Linked DNA regions of Mus musculus: region 2 is linked to region 1. A link is a contact called in public promoter capture Hi-C data. All regions are on one chromosome and are shown on one strand. The core of a region is the stretch at or near the end of the contact, and the rest is flanking DNA. Distances in the headings are between cores, read along the strand shown.

Region 1 (4,285 bases), core at 527-3,026:
AAAGGCTAGTGAGGTCACAAGCATTGCAGGGAAGAGGCAGGCCCAGTACAGTGACCATTTCTAGGACTCGGGCCAGGGACACTCACAGGATGTTTACCCTCTGACAGTTGGGGTGTGAGGAAGCTCTCTGCACTCTTCAGCTCTAGTGAGACAAATTAGGAAAGGAAACTGGTTGGGTGAGAGTGTCCCTGAAATTCATAGAGTTTCTTTCAGATTCAGGATCTTTTTGCTCCAGTGAGGCAACATTCCTATCCTAACTCAGAACAGAATTCCGGCTAAACAACTAGGACTTAGGAGGTGGTCTTCAACAGATCAAATAGGACTCCAGTTTTTTATTCATTTATTTTATGAGTATGTGAGCATGCATACGCGCGCACACACACACACACACACACACACACACACGTACTCACACTGACACCTGCTCACACAAGCACACTTACAAGCCAAAGTCCACATGAGAAAGTCAGGAGACAATTTATAGGAGTCAGTTCTTCCCTTCCATTATGTGGGTCCTGGCTATTGAATGCAGTTTGTCAAGCTTAGCAGCAACCATGTTTGTTCACTGAGCCATCTGATCTTCTCCAGGACTCCAGTTCCAAATTAAGGAGACTAGATAGACTCTGGTCTTATTATAATGTGATTCTTTTCCTCCTAAAGGAGACTCTCCTTTCACACTGCCCAGAGCTCAGTGCCCTCTTGGATGAGGCGGGTACTGGTTCTGGGCTCAGATTGGCCTAAGTGGCTCCTGGAGGGGTTGTGGATAGCATAAGGACAATCTTTGATTGGAGGTGATTTGGCAACTGTGAACAATCACCCAGCTTCTTAGTACATAGCTGTGTTCATCCAAAAAGTGAGGCCAGCCACCTCTCTCTGAAGAGAGGATAGCAATTAGACACAGCAAAAATCTTCACATTAATTAAAACTGTGCTCTACTTGCTACTGTATTACATTACAGCTAATAAAGACAATTTAATCTTTACTCCAGAAGGATTATTCCAAATCTTTACTTTAAAATTTTATAAACAGATTAATTTAGCCCAGTTTTACACCCTGCCTGATACTTGGTCATCCACTTTACAACTGATAGGGCTCAGAAAAGCCTTCCACTGTAAACACTGTACCCTAAGCTTAGAACTAGTCATACATCATTATAAAACAGTGACCTCCCTTCTTCCAAATATAGACAGTTGTGACTGATAGACTAGGGGACTGTCATCGTATCAATGATTCCTAGGGTCTGGTCAAAGCTGCTAGCCATCACTGAATATACTATGGGCCAGTGGGCTCTAGATGGCCCCTCTGCTTTTCTGACACTCAGGCCATTTGACAGTGAGTCACACATCACTGGCCATATGACCAGTGCCACAGGTGCTTGCAGAAGTATGAGCGGAAGTACCTAGGTCAGGAATGGGGGCAGCACTTCCTTCTGTGTGGCTGGGGGACACTGGTAGAAAAATTGACTGGGCCTGTATTTCCAAAGGCTTTCGATGCCACATTTAGAATTTGCTAAGAAAACCACAGTAATAGGAAATGGGTGACAGTTGAAACAAACTCAGAGAAAACACATGTCTGCCTGCCACTTCCTTCTTTGCAATTACATGTTTTGTAATTCTGCATCTATCTTATAGACGCAGAAACACCACAACCATATGCCAGGAGCCACTTTTATATCTCAGTTTCTTTGGAAGGAACAAGTGGCAAGCATCAGGCAGTCATGTGCATGGGTCAACACATGCAGACATCTGAGGTCAACCTCTGATGTCATTCTTCAGGAGTCATCTACCTCTTGTTGTTGTTGTTGCTGCTGCTGCTGTTAGAGTGTCTTTCACTTGGCTGTCTGAATGGCAAGCCCCAGGGATCCACATCTGGCTTTTGATGTGGTGCTGGGATTAAACTCGGGCCTTGTGCTTGCCTTGCCAGTGCTTTACCAACTTGGCCATTTTCTGAGCCCTCTAAAGATAGTTTTAAAGCAACAGGTCCAGATTCTAAGAGGAGATTGATGGATTGTATCTGATGCCCTTAGCCATGGAAGCTAGAGAACTGGAAGGAAGTGCAGTGCGCTCAGCATCCCGAAAAGGGACAAGGACTTCAGGGAAGGAGTGAAAAGAAAGGCTATCAGACTCACCAAGACACCTCACCAGTATCTGCTGCTGGCAGCTTTCATCCCCCTCCTACCCCTTGCACTGAGATGTGTATATAAAGGTACTTATGAGAGGCCATGGCAAGAGGGGCATTCTTCCTTAACCTAATTGCAAGTGCCTTACCATGAGCCAATCCATGAATGCCAGCCACAAGGTGCTCTCCACTGGTGGCAGCATGGTATCTGATGTACTCTCGCTCTGACTGGTGCCGATTGTCCATCGTCTTCCCCAGGCCATCTGATAGTGTCCCTGCAAACTAGAACAAAATAAAACACAAAGAGGAGTTTTAAAGCTTCAACATTTTTGCTATTAAATAAATACCTTCCCTTGGTCTTAGCTAAGAGTAAGTAAATTGTGATTACACAGAAAGGTTAACTTCTGAGTTACATACTATCTGCCCCAGCAGCCTGTCTCTTAAAACCCTGGGTAGCAGACACAGGGAAACAAGAGGCACTAGAAGAACCCTCTCAAAGCATTACACATCTGTTGTACAATTTAGGCTGAACAACCCAAATCCAAAAAAACCTTTACATGCAAGATATTCTAACATCTGAATCTTTTTGGGTACTGACACAGCACCACAGTGGAAAATTCCATGCCCTGCCCCATGTGGAGGATTGCAAATCAGATGCTGGTGCGCCAGACTGTGTGTGAGGTGTGTATGAATCCCAGTATGAACCTGGGTGAATTTCACATCTAAACTTACATCTCCTCCCTCAGAAAATCTCATAGGTAAATAGTCCTGAGGTTGGGAAATCCAAAAATCGTAACTAGGTCTAGGCTGAAGTATTCCATGTAAGAGCTACCTTATCTGCACCCCTGAAACCTTTTTAAATGTTAAAGGTGTGGAGGTTAGAGAGATGGCTTGACAGATTAAAACACTTGCCAAGCAAGCACAGGAACCCGAGTTCAAATCCCCACCACCCATGGAAAAAGTCGGTCACTGCTGTACAGGTGCCCGGCAACCCAGTGGTGTAGCAGTGGTTAAAAGATTAACAGTAGACGTGAACCCATGATTTCAAGTGAAGATTCATCCTCTCCCACAAATCAGAGGATATTATCTCTCTGGCATACTTTAGCCAGAGGGAGCAGGGTTGCTGGGGCTTGCTGGTCACCAGTCTATCTCTACGCTTAATGAAGGACCCTGTTTCAAGAAAATAAGGTAGAGACTGATAGAGTAGGGCACCTCTTCCTCTATCCTCTGTGTGCATACACAGGCACACACATGTACATACAAACATATACTAAAATACATACACATAAGCACATACAATTTTTTTTAACATTAAGTTAAAAAATGGATAGAGGAGGCGAGAATTGGGATCCTTTGATGTTCAGAACACAGCCTTTGTGCTGGTAATCAGTGTATTTCAAGGCAGGAGATGCCAGATTTATCAGTCTAGGGTTTCGTATCAAAGTCTCTAGAGAACTGGGTAAAGGTGCAGCTTGGTAGGATGTTTGCCTGGCATGCACTGAGCATGGGGCTCAATGTGGAGAAAAGAAAAGGTGAGATGAACCTCCCTAAAGTTACACCTTCTTTCACTTAACAATTACTGAGTGCCCATCAGGTGCACAGCCCCATTGATCAAATGAAGAGAAGGAAGTGGGCAAAAAGATGAACACCCATGATTTTGAGTGCAAACCCATCATCCCCCATAAATCAGAGGATTTTATTTACTCTGGTTTACTTTACCCAGAGAAGCTGTCTCATCTATCAAAGCTGGATAAAAAGGATATAAACTCTGTTTTGTCACCAGACAATTTGAAAAGGTTTAGCATGACAGTTAATAAACCACAGGGTACTTATCCCCATCATTCAGGCATAAAAAGAGAAGGGTATCAAATATATAATTAACCTTCTCAGGAAGGATCTACCAAAACAACTGTTTTAAAGTGCCAATGACCCAGGACTAACCTCTTAGAGAACTCACAGGAATGTTATTTAGATATACAGCTTAATGAGAAGACTATAGGCCAACAGCCTGTTTGGAGGACCCAGGACACTGGGGTTCAACTTCATTCTGATTTGATGGAGGTGGGGTGAGGAACAGGGCTTCGGGGTGTGGATAACACAGATCAGACCCTGCTCTGGAAACCATCAGTCCTGAGGCTTCCTGACAGGAGTGGCAGGTGAGTTCTGG
Region 2 (4,285 bases), core at 857-3,356, 230 kb after region 1:
GAATGTCTGGAGAAAGAATGTTGGGAGTCAGGCTAGCAACTTGCCTTCAAATCTCACCCCATCACCTCCCAGTTCTGTGGTCCTGGCATACGCCACAGCTTGTCACCCATCCCCACACCTTTCAGTGGAACAACGGTACCCACCTTGTAGAAACAGCTGGAAGGGAAGTTTCAGTGCTAATCTGTGACAAAGTGCCCAACACAGTATCTGGCACTTGAGTGTCCCAAACCAGGAGCTTCTTTGGAATCAATCAAGAGAAGGCTTGCACAGTTCTGTGTTAAGGGTCCCTTCTACCCTTGAGGGACAGAGAATAAAAAGTAGCATGGAATCTGTGCTCTATAGAGCAGGTCATGTCTAGGTGGGGGGATGTGTACAGGCCTTTCTGGTGACCTGGCATTTACAAAAGACTCAGAAGTGTTGAGAGATCTGTAATATGGACAATGTGTGTGCAGGGGTCATACACGCACAGTGGTAGACACCTAGTCATCAGCTTCACAGAGCATAGGTTCATGTGAGCAGGCAACACAGATATGTCCATCTGGCCTGGAATACCTTGAAGGTAAGGAAGGGTTCTGCCTCCACCACTAGGAGCTACAAAGGCTTCCCAGATAGAGGTGTCTGGGCTTGAGCAAGGTCTCTCTGTCAAAGGAGGATTTGTGGGAGTTAGAACACAGGCAGACTAGCTAAGAGTCCACGCAACAGTAGTAGAAGGTCTAAGCTGACCTGGGACTGGTCAGGTATGGAAGGAAGTCTGAGGGAAACACCTTCAGCCAAACCACTGTGGATCCCACAAAGCCTTGCGTGTCCCATCCGGTACAGAAGCTCCTGTGCTCTGTCTGTCCCCAGGGACAGACCCCAGCTCAGTGCCCAAAGACCTATCCTTCCTTGGAGCTCAGAGCACAATCCCCACTCAGGCTCCTGACCACAACCATGCACATTCACACTCCGCCCTCAGAACTGGGACTGTCCTGACCCAGAGTCCATCCTTGACACCTCCCTGAGGACCTACACCCACCAAGGATGAGTCCATTCCTTTGCATCCCAGGACCATTGAATATCACCTCCGGACGCAACAGAAGCCACCTTCCACTCTACTCCCCTGCAGTCAGGTAAGCACACCCTGTCCATCAAGGTGGGCTCAGGAGGCAGAGAGCATACATGGAACCAAGCAAAGGCATGTCAGTGCAGCAAGCTCCCTTTAAATCCTTCAAAAAAGGTAATTTCTCTGAGCCTCCTCATTTTTCCGTACCTGTAATCTGCCTTTTTTTACCCTGTCTTCGATCAATGGAGGCAGGAAGGGGGGGGGAGGGGGGCAATGTGAATACCGGATACTGGGATCTTTAATCGGTCCATTTTCCCGAGGTTCCTTGGGGTAGCTGCCCTCTCTGCCACTACACTGAGAACATTCTGAAACGTCCCCTGAACACAGCAAGGCGGATCCATGGAAGCAATCTAGTGACAGAGAAGTGACTCACTCCCCATCGGTCTCTTATACTAGGCGCTTACTTAGACTCCTGGCCCCGCCAACATCTAGTAATCCCAGGGTTTCTAAGAAAGAGACAGACCATGGCGCAGAGAAGGAAGTCTTCAGACGACACAACCCGCTCAAGCAATGGGGCAGTGGCCCTGGTCCTTCCCGCCTCGAGACCGCGGGACAGAAGGGATTTCGCAAGGATGAACAGTGTTCCTGAGCCCTGCTGGGTGTTATTCGAGCCCTGATCAAGCTCGCGGAGAAAGCCACTGGGTATTTCTGGAACATAAGGCTGTCGGGAACCGAGTACCACCCCAGGATCCCAACGGGCCAGACCTCGGGTCCCCAGTGGGTCCCCAGAGGCGCGTGGCGCGTGTCTGCTGGGGACGTGATGGCCTCTCATGCTGTCCCGGAATTGTGCAGTAGCAGTAGCTGGAATGGGCACTTTGTGATGCGCAGCTGTCCCCCGTGACCCCAAGAGTCACCCACCTGGGCGGGCACTGTGTGCCCGGTGGCCCACAGCTGCAGTTCGAAGACCAGCGCGACCCAGAGGGCGGCGGGCGCCATAGGGGCAGCGGTGGCTCCCGCCCTTGTGCCTGGAGCTCTAGTGCCTCAGCTGCGCTCTAGCTGGTGACTGAAAGCGAAACCCTCAGGCCAGGAGCTAGGGCAGACCAGGGGGTGGGGGGAGGGCGGGAATGGGCGGGGCCGCGCCCTGAGGACACGCCTCTTTACACAGAGTCCTCGCCCCTCGCAGGACACCTCCACCTGTGATTCCCTGGCATCTCTGGGCCTCTTTCTCCAGCATCTCTTCCGGGAATGAATGCGCTTCTATCACTCCTTCCTCTTCGAGACACCCTTCCAGTGGTGGGGAAGAGACTGGCGCAGGTGTCCACTATATTCGTGACTGGGTGCCCTGATTGGGCCTCCCCCAGCTAATTTGTCACCATCAGCCCGTCCCAGATCTCATGGACTTCCTACTCTTCGTGGTAGGACATGGGGGGAAAGCAGTCCCAAAGTTGGCACCGCTCAGGAGAACCAAAGCCTTCTAGATAATTCACTCATTTAGACTCTAGAGCCAGGCTAACTCCACATGAATGTTTGCATCTTCTCATGGAGCTTATTAATATGAGCTATATAATATGGCTCCTATAATGTGCAGCATATGTCTGCTTACTCGGAGTGTACAGGCATAGTATAAGCAGCATTGCATAGGTATAGCTCTTTTTAATATGTTTCATTTTTTCCTTAAACATACTTGGAACCCTAAGTAAGAGCAGTCCTCTTTTTCTGAGTTCTCTTGGCTGATAGGTAAACAGAAATCGAGGAAGAAAACCATCCAGAAAGTCTTGCTTCCTAGAACTGACCTCATCAGCAAGCTCCCAAGGACAGTGCATATCCCTACAGCCCTGAATATGGAGTATTTGGAGAGGTAGGGTGGGTAGGGAGGCAGGCAACTATTCTGTCCCTCCTCATGGACACATACACTCTTACTGTAGGCTGATTGAGATACTGAGAGACCCGCAGCCACTGGCCCTTGTGAGGGCCACCTCAAGGACGGTACTTTTAGGTGCTGGGGGAGAAACTGGGAAGTGACCCTTGGGAGGATGGAAAATCCCACCTGCTGGTCAGGAGCCTGGGAAATCACCTGGTTCTCACATGTTTCTGAGACATAGGTCTCAGCTCAAAACCTCAACCCTGAAGAGGGGTAGCCACTGAGCAGGCAGGGAGGGTTCTGGTCTTTAAGCCTCCTGTGGAAGACATGTGGAGGAGGTGCTCTGGTCTATCTGAGAAAGCTGAAAGCCAGTGTCACCTGTCAGAAGCAAGATTCAGTGGTCTGCCCTGGATTCTGCCCAGTGGGTCCAATTTACTCATTCTCTCCAGGCAGGTAACAATGCCACCAAGAATCACATGTGGGAGACCATAGGCTGGTTCCTAACTTAGTCTGTATTCTGCGGTTCAGCATCACACATGTCATACACTTTGAAGAGAACGGGGTGACTTCGTTTCATGGTTCTCATCCAACGTTAATGGAACATAGCTGACGATAGCCTTGGTGGCAAAAACTACATAGTAAGAGATACGGATGGTGTGTGTGTGTGTGTGTGTGTGTGTGTGTGTGTGTGTGTGTGTGTGTGTTTGTGTGTGTGTTTGTGTTTCTCTTTTTCTTCTTATAAAGCCGCCAATAGCAATCACAGCAGCTCTACCCTGATGATTTTTTAAAATGCTACTTACGATATAGCATCAGCTGTTATTCTGTGAAAATAGTACAGCCTGACAGCCCACCTCCACCCCCCAACCCCCCCCCCCGCCCAATCCCTGACAGCTAACTTAGCACCTGTGCAGGTGCCTTGCAAATCTTCACCAGGGATCACTTGCTATTCACACTGATAACACTTAGTAGTTGTGAAACCAGCAGTTACTGGAAGACTACTCAGGGTCAGCAACATATGTCTGCTGGTACATGTGGTCTTGCAGGAGCAGGGGTGGGGGGAGATGAAGTTTTATAGGACCTTTCACAGCTAGGAGGGAGTAGTGTTGTTTCAAACCCAGTTTAGTTACCTTCAAAGTCAAGGAGCTCCTACACAGCCCAGTCACTGTTCACTCTGTCACATTATATACTCCTCTAGGACACAGGTACACCATCCTGTTCTGGCTATTCCCTTGGTGCCTAGGGAACACACAATAAGGACAGCTCAATAAAATGGAAGTGAGTGAGGACTTCTGCTAAGTATACACAAGAGACAATAAAGAGATGAATATTAACCAGACGTGGTGGTGCATGCCTTTAATTCCAGCACTAGGGAGGAAGATCTC

The links. Promoter capture Hi-C pulls out the DNA fragments that hold promoters and counts their contacts.
Region 2: a promoter capture Hi-C map of pre-B cells shows a contact between it and region 1. The contact joins the promoter of Tnfrsf1b here to the enhancer-like site in region 1. A contact is called at or near these places in 3 of 39 promoter capture datasets (the C10 cell line, the HPC-7 cell line and pre-B cells) and 3 of 115 datasets of contacts at active chromatin or transcription factors (bone marrow-derived macrophages, embryonic stem cells and memory CD8 T cells).

Annotation. Positions count from the first base shown.
Region 1 is chr4:145,017,870-145,022,154 of GRCm38.p6, forward strand. Vps13d (vacuolar protein sorting 13D) reads right to left here. Exons shown (of 70, transcript NM_001276465.1): 66 at 2,268-2,400. Among named protein-coding and RNA genes, the nearest start is that of Gm36317, 57 kb to the left of the region's middle. Within about 2 kb of position 1,777, at least 92 of the 459 cell types and tissues checked have an H3K27ac peak or open chromatin away from gene starts, as enhancers often do. A contact at or near this core is called in the HPC-7 cell line, bone marrow-derived macrophages, memory CD8 T cells and 1 more, where this site is marked.
Region 2 is chr4:145,244,764-145,249,048 of GRCm38.p6, forward strand. Tnfrsf1b (tumor necrosis factor receptor superfamily, member 1b) reads right to left here and starts at 2,107. Exons shown (of 10, transcript NM_011610.3): 1 at 1,961-2,107. The coding sequence starts at 2,038. It overlaps Gm36233 (a long non-coding RNA gene), which reads right to left. Exons shown (of 3, transcript XR_001784499.2): 3 at 4,035-4,139.